3 separate regions of the Ovis aries genome follow, and regions 1 and 2 are each linked to region 3. The links are chromatin contacts, called in public Hi-C maps. All regions are on one chromosome and are shown on one strand. The core of a region is the stretch at or near the end of the contact, and the rest is flanking DNA. Distances in the headings are between cores, read along the strand shown.

What was found. Hi-C and Micro-C count contacts between places; a contact is called where the count stands out from the background.
Region 1: a contact with region 3 is called in a Hi-C map of liver, with 2.5 times the contacts expected there. The contact joins the enhancer-like site here to the promoter of NRIP1 in region 3. A contact is called at or near these places in 2 of 16 Hi-C or Micro-C datasets (liver and tail adipose tissue).
Region 2: a contact with region 3 is called in a Hi-C map of tail adipose tissue, with 4 times the contacts expected there. The contact joins the enhancer-like site here to the promoter of NRIP1 in region 3. A contact is called at or near these places in 3 of 16 Hi-C or Micro-C datasets (hypothalamus, liver and tail adipose tissue).

What each region holds. Positions count from the first base shown.
Region 1 is chr1:142,721,883-142,725,637 of ARS-UI_Ramb_v3.0, forward strand. No RefSeq gene overlaps it. Among named protein-coding and RNA genes, the nearest start is that of NRIP1, 200 kb to the right of the region's middle. Within about 2 kb of position 1,594, at least 3 of the 54 cell types and tissues checked have an H3K27ac peak or open chromatin away from gene starts, as enhancers often do. A contact at or near this core is called in liver, where this site is marked.
Region 2 is chr1:143,112,590-143,115,851 of ARS-UI_Ramb_v3.0, forward strand. LOC106990868 (a long non-coding RNA gene) reads left to right here. Exons shown (of 5, transcript XR_009600820.1): 5 at 1,132-3,262. Among named protein-coding and RNA genes, the nearest start is that of TRNAC-ACA, 31 kb to the right of the region's middle. Within about 2 kb of position 1,307, at least 13 of the 54 cell types and tissues checked have an H3K27ac peak or open chromatin away from gene starts, as enhancers often do. A contact at or near this core is called in liver and tail adipose tissue, where this site is marked.
Region 3 is chr1:142,920,491-142,924,001 of ARS-UI_Ramb_v3.0, forward strand. It overlaps NRIP1 (nuclear receptor interacting protein 1), which reads left to right and starts at 1,669. Exons shown (of 3, transcript XM_060404029.1): 1 at 1,669-2,009. It overlaps LOC106990866 (a long non-coding RNA gene), which reads right to left and starts at 2,351. Exons shown (of 2, transcript XR_003591646.3): 1 at 1,678-2,351; 2 at 1-320.

The DNA of each region.
Region 1 (3,755 bases), core at 344-2,843, 200 kb before region 3:
ATGTCAGATATTTATATTATATATTTAATACATCATTACTTAAACATATATGTTAAAGAAAAATAAAGAGACATGGAAAATTGATCAGGAGTTTCAAAATCTCTAAGACAAAGTCCCAAAAAAGAAAAAACCAAAAATGACGCAGGAGAAAATGGAGAAGGCAGAGGAGTATGAGGAGGAGCAAAGTCATGCAAGATAAAGAAAAGACCAAGTGCCAGCTGGGTACAAAATGAAAGATTTATATCTAGGCATCAAAAGAACTAGACATCTCCTTTAGAATTCTCAGTCTGAGGGCAGCAAAAGTGTGAGGGTGCAAAATCAATATATTTTCAAACACAAAATGAGTTATTTTACTTACCGCTTCTTTTGAAAAATGTAATTGTGATTTCTCTTCAAACCAGCAAAGAAAGGAATGGAAGAAATAGAAATCATAGGATCTAAGAAATAGCGGCCCCAACACAAAAGAACCATGAAAAGAAATCCCCTCAGAGTGGGCGCTGTGGCATGTGCGAAGAAAAATGGTCAGAGCTGGAACATGAATATCAAGGGTTCTAACCACAGTGTTTTTAAGAACAAAAGGATTAACCTCAACATGTAGTAAACTTGAAAGGCAGGATTATCCTGAGGCTGAAATAAAAGCTCAAGTTTCTTCTTTCAGTAAGGACAATTAAAAGAAGATTGAACACTCAAAGAAAAGAAAAGAAAAGATCTATGTGAGGAAGCCTCAAAAAATACAAAGAAAAGTGCAATACGGGATGATTTTGAACTCCTCGTGGTGTGGAAGGAAAGAAAACCCCTTGACTTTCCCTCTTGGAGTCTTGTTTGTCACATGGATAAGGCTTAGTGAAACAGGATTATACCATTCTGCCTAGTTCTGTGGTGATTAATAATTACTGTAATTATAATATTGAAAACATTTATTGGTTCTGAATTTTAAAATATAAAATAGACAAAAAGTCATATATTTAGTTAATTATAATGGTAATATATAACTTAAATAATATGAATTCGGCCATGTAAAAAATAATGGCACAGCTAACAGAGCTGAGAAAATATGGAGGAAAGGAGGCACAAAGAGGTGGAGAAGCGCTAATTTTTTAATCTTAATATCAGGACTTAAGGACTTAATGCACATCAACTTTGATAAATACAGTTTGGTAGTAACATGATTAGTACAATATTAAGGGAGTGGAAATCAACTGGAAATAGAGAGTATAAGCTCGGCAAATTCATCACCCTTCATGTGAAAAAGTAAAGATATTTTAAGTTGTAAATCTGAGGCTTTACATTTGTTAAACAATTTAAGGTGTTAATGTCAAATGGAGGTATAAATGTACAATTTAATGCAGGAATTGCAAACTGGTAGCCCACAAGCAAACTCTGCAGAAGAAGCCTTTTTTATTTTTTATTTCCCATATAATGTTTGTAAAAATTAAGAAACATAACCAAAACATTCATATTTCCCATTTTTCTTGAGAAAAAAAAGTGGAAGAACGATCTAGCAGCGTTTAAAATTGCATTCCTGCATGGGAGCAATTAACCAGAGCTGACAAACAGGCCTCCCTTAGATGGAGCTTGTGCTATGCCATTGAGCACATTCCTCAGCCCTCCACCTGTGTTCCGTGTGCCCTGCTTAATTTGTTTACTTTGCCTGCATGATCTTTGTGAGACTGAAGTTCATGATCCTCATTGAGAGTTAGGAAGTTAAACACCAGACGAACCACACATGGTTCAAGCTTGGTTCTTCTGCGGAAATGGGAAGAGTATAGTTTGGAAGAGAATAATCTTTCAATTCTACCCTTCAGTACAGTTTGAACCAGACTTTCCATTTTTATGTCTGTTTGTCTATCTGTGTCTATTGTCTATGTGTGTTTTTTTGTCTGTGTATGTCTATGTCTACATCTTATCTGTGCCCGGTCACAAACTGGTTCAGAGACGAAGCTCTGGAAGGAATAAACAGACCCTAGCCTAGAAGAAGGGTCAAATGCAATGGAAGATGACTTTCCAGGTAATAGTTCGGCACCAGGGGTCCACAGATGCTATGTGCACGCTCAGTCGTTTCAGTCATGTCTGACTCTTTGCAACCCCATGGACTGTAGCCTGCTAGTCTCCTCTGTCCCTTGAATTCTCCAGGCAAGAATACTGGAGTGGGTTGCCGTGGCCTCCTCCAAGGAATCTTCCCAACCCTGGGATTGAACCCTTGTCTCTTATGTCTACCTGCATTGCCAGGGGAGTTCTTTTTTGTTTGTTTTTTAATTAATTTATTTATTTTAATTGGAGGCTAATTACTTTACAATATTGTAGTGGTTTTTGCCATACATTGACATGAATCAGCCATGGGTATACATGTGTCCTCCATCCTAAATCCACCTCCCACCTCTTCTCCATCCCATCCCTCAGGGTCATCCCAGTTAACTGGCCCTGAGAGCCCTGTCTTATGCATCAAACCTGGACACCAGTGGAGTTCTTTACCATTAGTGCCACCTATAAATAGAAGAAAAAATTAGAATGACTTACCTGCTGATGGATGTAATATACTGTTTCCCTGCTCCTGCTTGTGGCCAACTGCTAACTCTCACAAACAACCAGGTTGCTCTTCTACATTCCCTAGCCTTCTTGGCTGGATGTTGCAATTAATTGACTAGACTCTTGCAGGCAAAACGTAGGCAGATGTAATATAAGCTAATCCAAAGCCTGACCCATAAACCCTTCCCAAGCAACCTTTCAGATCTCTTTTCCTCCCTCAGCAACTTGAAAGCCAAGTGTTCAAGATGTCTTAGCTACAAGACAGAGGGCATCTGTCTCACCCATATTGGACTGTGATGTAAGCAAGAAATGAGATTTTGTTGTGAGATCTGGGGGATTTCTGTTCCAGCAGTTACTGTTTATTACTTAAACTGGGGCCTCTCTGTTTCAAAATCACCAAGAGGGCTTGTGGAAACACAAATTGCTCACAGGCAATTTAATACTGTCTCCTACATACTGGCATTGAAGACATGCTTATTGTAACTTGTCTGTACTGAAATGAAGATGTAGAAAGCATGGATGATGCCAGATTTTCAAGATGTAACATAAAGGGTGCATTCGTCATCCCTGAGACGAACTATAAGCAGTCCAGAAAGTGATGACTTCAAGTTACCTTGAAGCAGTTTCAATTGCAGCATGATTGTGATCTTCTGGGAAACCAGAGGGCAGACAGATCAGCCTCCTCTATTGAGAGGTCAACCCTGTTGAGAAAAATCATGGATCAAACTGCAGGTGAAAGTACAGGAGAGAAAAAAACCTGACACTACCAACAATGGTCCAATGCTATCATAAGAAAGTCACCTCGTGGGGTCCTAAGTGCCACCATCTCATACCTATACGTTGATCTATAACAGTTTTAAATAGGAACTCTTCATTTCTGAATAAAAGGAATAATAAAAAGTTAACTGTCAGAGGAAGGAAAATACCCAGTAGGAATACCACAGTTTTAAGTCAAGAACATTGGCAGAAAAAGAATGCATTTCTAATGACCAAGGAGTGACAGGCTCAACCCTAGAGGTTAAAAGCAGTGATTAGACAAAATTCAGTTTTCTTCTTCTCTTTTCAGATATGAAAAATGTGCATCTATGTAGTAGGTCTTTCAAAAGTATTTGTCACAACAGTGATTTTACCATATTACCAAATTTGTCACTGTTCTTTTTCAAAAAGGTAGTTTTGCATCCTCTTCAATAGCTTCATACCCTTCTTGTGCTTTCTGCCACAAGCCACAC
Region 2 (3,262 bases), core at 57-2,556, 190 kb after region 3:
TATATTTTTAATGTAACTGTTACTATGAAAAATATCCTGTTCTCAGGATTCTTCTTACTCAGAACTATTTTGGCAATTCTTACCTGTATAATTTTAAAACAATCAGTTTGTCATATTAAAATAATTTTTGAAAGTTTATTGGAGCTATATTTAATATATAATATATATATATATATTTTATATCACATCTGTGCAGCATTATAGCTTCTCACCTAAAACTAAGCCCCAAAGGTCACACTTACTAATACTATCATCTTTGGGAATGAAGATTTCAACACATGAATTTTAGGGGATAGAAACATTCAGATTATAGCAACCATAAAGGAAGCTTTGCAACCTGTATGGAAACCCTTGTCTCTTTCCAGCCTCTTATGGTTTGCTGGCCAACTTTGGTGTTCCCTGGCTTGCAGTTGTATAAATTCAATTGTCATATGGCATTCTCCTTAGTAATGTATATGTGTATATATATAATTATTAAAACTTTAGAAAATTAGGATATGTTTTTATTAATATAAACTCCTAAGCTATTCCAATCAATATTAAAACATGGATACTGATACAGGTTTGTGAGATTTTCTCTGCGTAGTCTCACATACATACATATATTCGTATACATGAAAATATAAATTTTTTCATGCTTTGTACTATTTCCCAAGATTCCTAATACTCCACAGTTACTAAGGTAGGCAATGTTGTCATAAGACGTCACAAGAGGTCTGAAATGAGACAAGCATTTGAAGTCTATGACCTAATATATCTTTTTCCTTCAGAGTTTAGAAAATGATTTTATTTTATTTTTTCTGTGATTGAGTAAAAAGCTGTTAAAATTCTATTTCCCTTCAAAAACTTCCAGTATAATGAAGACTTCTGAAAATTTTAAAATTTTCTCTGCCAAGCAGTTTCCCTGTATTTAAGAATTTATGAGTATGTGCAATATATGTCCCCTCTAAAACACAAATAGAATATATTTTATTATTTATTAAGAAAAATTTTGATTAATTAAATAGATATTAGAATTGTACATCGTTTTAAGGTTGTTTGATTCAAAAGAGTATTTGGTTTCAGTGATAACTTGCATTATGAAAATACTTCAAAATGTGATCTTATTTCCTTCTCATAATCTCTCCTCAGCAAAGTAAACAGGAACCGTTAAAGACGAACCTAGTGCTTCTCAAGGGTTACTTCACTGACTCAATCCAACTTGCAAGTGTGCTGGCCTTTTTCCTTTTAAGGACAGTGAAGTCCTGTCTACGAAGACCATGGTGTCATGCACAGGGAAGCCGCAGCCAGGAAGAGGAAAATCATCCCCTGACCAGGTTCAATATTGCCCCCATCAGGAGCATCTTGGTAATGGAAAGTTGCAATGACTTGTCCAGCCGTTAAAAGAGCAGGAGTTATCTGTTTTGTATATTAAAAAAAAGACTTACTGTGTATAGCACAGAAACTCTATTCCATACTCTCGAATGACCTATATGGGAAAAGAATAAAAAAAAATGTATATACGTATACGTATAACTGATTCCCTTTGTTGTACAGCAGATGCTGACACAACAGTGTAAATCAACTCTACTCCCATAAAAAATTTTTCATAGGTTATATTAGCTAATAGTGTAATCTCTTAATGAGGAAATGGTTGCTATAAACTAAAAATAAATGAGCTTTATTTTCAGGACCAAAATAAATAAATAAATAAATAAATAAATAAATAAAGAGCAGGGGTGCAATCAGGCCAGAGAAAGAGCTTTGACTTTCATAAACCAACAGACAGCAAATGTAGGAGAGAAATTGTTATTTTCTATCAAAACTGGAGGCCCAAATAAACCCTCACTGATTTAATGTGCAGATTCTGCTACAACGGTTGCCAGCCACAGGGGTTTTCCAACTGTCTCATGATTCTTGGGCAACCTTGCCTTTTCGTTTGGCTCTTAGTTGAGCAGGCTGTAGGCTTTCTTGTTTAAATTAGGGAAACTCCCCTCTCCTGGGCACTGGTTGGTGGGAGAACTCCCGGACTTAGGAAGAGGAGCTGCTGTATTTGACTCTAAATGACCCTGAGACTTTGGAACCTTTTGGATAGCACAGTTGCTTACTCTTTTTTTTATCAATCTGAAAACCCAGTCAAGTGATACATTTCCAATCCCCTGACTGTCTCATGACCAGCTTGTAGGTATTAGGTCAAACAGTCCAGAAGGACTGTCATAAAGATGTTGATTGGACTCTGTCTCAGGAAAAGTTTACTGTGTCCTGGCAACCTTTATGCTCACATCACCAACTCTGCGAGGTCAAAGGTATTATGTAGAATCATAATGTACTTAAAACTAAATCATGAACTGGGTTATGAGTAGTCTGCTTGTCCCTGGTCTATCAGAGAGAATGGCAAATGGCCCAGCTATGTATGCATTTCCCCAAAGTTAAGACAGTAGAAATGAGAAAAGAGTTAGTCAAGGAAGAGAAAGCTTCTACAAAAGCCAAGTCAATACCAAAGAAGCTGTCTATCTCTCTACAGTTATCACATGTGCCCAAACATTCAGCTAGGTTGATCTGGAGCAAAATAAAGACAAATAGTTATATATGTAGTTTGTTCTAATATAAATGTCACTGTTACAGGGCACAAACTCTCTAGGAGAATACTTCTGTTTCTATTTTATTTTATTTTTTTATTATTATTTTTAAATTTTTAAATTTTACTTTACAATACTCTGTTGGTTTTGCCATACATTGACATGAATCCACCACAGGTGTACATGAGTTCCCAGTCCTGAAACCCCCTCTCACCTCCCTCCCCATTTCATCTCTCTGGGTCATCCCAGTGCACCAGCCCCAAGCATCCTGTTTCTATTAATCACACTTTCTTTCGAGATGATAACTAAATGTAAGTGATGTCATTCTACTGCAGCTTTTGCTTTACAAATAGGCTTTGAGCATTTAATTATATATGATGGATGTTAATACTTCTCTGTTGTATGTGAGAAAGGTTATTATAGTACACAATGTAGTAAAATATTTGTTTTATGGAAAGAGAGAAATACTCAATCATTTTTATTTACATTCCTGGGCAACTTGGGTCATTCTGCCCCAAGAAGTTCTATTTTCTAAAGAATAGTCTATGGGGTGACTTCCTCATAGATTCAGGTTACAGCATGAAACACATACAACCAGGAAACTTTTGCTATGGCATAGTACCTTAGTTTTCTAGAACAGGACAAAAGACAGTTATAATAAATAAATGTTAATAAAACTCTGATTTACTATATTATTTTTAAAG
Region 3 (3,511 bases), core at 419-2,918:
GTATTTGGCTTGTTGCATTAACTGTGTAATCTTATTTACTAGGAGGTCGTTTATCTACCAACCACAATGATCTAAAACCCAGTTAAGAAGAAAAAAGAATGATTTTAAAGCATCATTTGAGTAGTCCACATATCTGCCACAAGGTCGATGCACTAAAGTTCACCTGCCTTTCTCCTTGGTGAGCACATCAGTTCCTTACATGGCACTATTTTGTTTTACTTTAGACTGAATGGTGACAAATGAGGCTATCTGGAATCTCAGTCTGCACCAGACTAGCAGTTGCCAATCAGAAGAGGAGGATAATGTTAGAGACAGGAACCCTGGCAAAAGAGAGAAAAGATTGTTAGTTAGGGAAGGGGGAGAGAGAGCAACTATGAAAGACAGAGATGATCACTGGATCATAGTATCCTGGAGTCCTTCAGGGAGAGGACTGATGGCTTCTATTCATCCTGGGAGCATCCCTGACTCCTAGGAAGGAGCTTGATAGAGAACAGGAAATTGATGTAGTCCTTAAATTCATTATAACCTACTATCAAAATTAACTCTGAATTTTCAAGAAAAAGCCAAAAAATGGCTTAAGAAAATAGAAACATTTATAATACGTTTTCAGAAAATCTTTGTACAACAGTTTTAAAGAAAATTAGTTTGATTCCTTAAAGGGTCACACTCCAATAATGCTGCCTATCACTTAATTCAAACAGTTGGCTCTGAATCAATCCTGGATAAATGTTGTCATGCAGAACAGTGGACTTTACTAAGCTGCCTTGAACAGATTTCAAATGGTGGTAGATACAAATAATAAGCTCTCATATGAGGTTTAAATATATAAGATGGCAACAGATCGCACAGTTGAAATCACTAGGGTGATGTAAAATAATTGTTCTAAAATGCACTATCACCATGAAGAAAAATCTTCCTGCCATGTGCCCAGCACTGTGCTAGGTGCTGTATTATTAAGCATTCTTCTGAAATATCGCTTTCCCTTTTAAGACTGTGAAGGTGTTCCCGAATCCTCATTCATATTTTTAAAGGTTAAATGACATTTTACACGCACAACACAACCATTACATAACAGGCATAGAATACTGTTCTATGACTTGGATAGTTTTGTGTTTTTTTTTTAAGTGCACTAGCAACTTTATTTTAAAATGCTGTCGAATCCTTAAGGATCTGAAAACCTACACATAGGAATGGAGTGTCTTATCCACTCACTTGTTTTGTGTAATAAGTGTTTAAACACAGGCATGCCATTTCGGAGTTTACAGTGAGCCTAAGCTGTACTTCAGCGTTTTTGCAGCAAGCAAAAACAATTTCTGCAACGGTCCTCATTTCCCCTGGCAATTTTTTTTTTTTTCTTTTTCTTTTTCATGGCGAGTTACTAAATGCTAGATGCTAGAGTCAAAAAGAAACCTGACATCTGGGGAGGTGTTGCGGGGGTGTTAATAGTTCTAGCTTGATGTTTGGGGAGAGCCTTGAGGATAAGATTTTAAAACAGCAAATACACGGAGAAGGGGGAAATGATGGTTTCGGATGACTCTCTCCTCCCTCCACTTTCTCTCTTCACCAATCCGTATCCCCCCCAATTTAGAGGCGGGTTCAGGGAGATCAGGCTGCAGGAAACCAGGAGGCTCTCCGGGGCTGCCGCCCCGGCCTCGTGATGTAATTGTTATTTCTTACTCGGAGCCTGAACCGGCGGAGAGCTGCCCGAGAAGTGGCAGCTGGGTGCCTTCTGCCTTGTCTTGGAGGGTCAGGTTCGGTCCGAGGACGGTGTCGATTCGAGGAACGGCTCCGCTGGAGACTTCGCAGTGACAAAGCAGCAGAAGATAAACCCTGCTCCCGTCCGAGGAGCTGAACCCGGCGCTCCTCAGGTCTCCTTCCCAGTTTTCTTCTCGGACTCACCCGCCGATTATCCCTGGGTGCCTTCTACGTGCAGGGCGCGGGATCAGAGGGACCCGCAGTTAGCCCCCCCCACCCCCGGCCAGACTAAAGCAAGACACACAGATTACAAGGTGGTGGAAGTTGGGGGGGGTGGGCGAGAGGGAGCCCAGGAGACACGGGTCGTGGGGTGAAGTGGGAGGAGAAGGAAGCCTAAGATGCCGGCACCCAGGAAGGGACCCGGGGCGTCCCGACCCCCAGGCTGAGCCCCCTTCGCGGGCTTTTGGCCTGGGTCACGAGAGTGGTCCCCACCCCCCCGGGAGCCCCAGGAGGAGCTGTCCCGGCGCCTTCGGCGGCGGTGGGGGCTGCTGGACAGAGCTGGGAGCCGCGGGGAAGGGCTCGGGGCGCCTGGAGCACCCACCTCTCCCGGCCGCCGCGCTCTTCCAGCTGCCTCGGGGCGCCCGCAGCCCCCGCCCGGCCGGCCGGAGGGCGGGCGAGGAGGAAAACCAGCCAACCGAGGGGGCCCCGCAGTTCCCGCGAGCCTCCGGGACCCGAGCGCGTGCCTGCCGCCCCGGTGACAATGGAAGAGAGGGGGAAAAAAGGGTTAAGAAACTTGGCTGAAGAGCTGAATGGCGTGGAGCGGCGAGGGGAGGGACTGGGCCGCGGCCGCCTCGGCGGCGGAGGGAGGAGCGCGGCTGCGGGCGGGCGGGCGGGCAGGCAGGCGGCGAGCGAGGCGCTCAAAGTCAGCCTCGCAGACATTGCAGCAGAGCCCCGAACTCGGGAGGCGGCGGCGGCGGCGGAGGAGGAGGCGGCGCGGCGGCGGCGGCCGAGGCGGAGGGACGACCCGGCCCCGCGCTCGCCCGCGCGCCCGCCCGTGGCCTCGCGGCGGCCGCTGCGCCCGGCAGCGCTGCCGATCGCAGGGAAGAGCTCGCCGGGGCGCCGAGGGAGGACGGGGCGGCGGGGCGCCTTCGCGGAGTGAGCTGGCCGGAGCCCCGGCGCTCGGAGCTGCGGCGGCCTCGGGTGAGTGGCGGCCGCGGCCGGGGGGCTCGGACGAGCGGCCGCCGCCGCCGGAAATGGCCGGGAGCGCGGCCCGCGGCGGCGTTGGCTTGGCGTTGGCGGGCAGGGCCTCGGGGGGCGTCGGGGCGGCGGGGGGCCCGCGCTGCGGGGCGGCGGGAGCGGACGCGGACGGCGGGGTGAGCTCGGCGGAGGGGGACGGCTTCCGGGCAAATCCCGCCTCTCCTGCCGGCTCCGAACCTGCCCGGGAACTCGGGGGGCCCGGGCAGCGGGGCCGGCAAGTTGTGGAGTTGGCCCGGGGGCTCACCGGCGCGTTCTTGGCCGTCCTGGGCCGGGGACGGGAGGGCGGCCGCCGTGTTGCCCCGGACCCGGGCCGGGGTCGCGCCCCCGCTCGGCTGTCCTCCTCGGCCCGGAGCCCCGGGCGCTTCTCGTCGCGCCGTTCTCAGTCCTGCTGCCCCGGGCGTCCTGGGCGGCGCCGGGCGCAGCTCCCCCCGCCTCTCGCCCGGGTGCCTCCCTGCTCTGAGCTGGCCGGATCCCGGACTGGGGAAAGTGGGTAGGCAAGGGGACCGCGCTCCCGGCCCCTAGCCGACCCTCGGGTCCAGCCAGGCCCGTTGGTACGTGT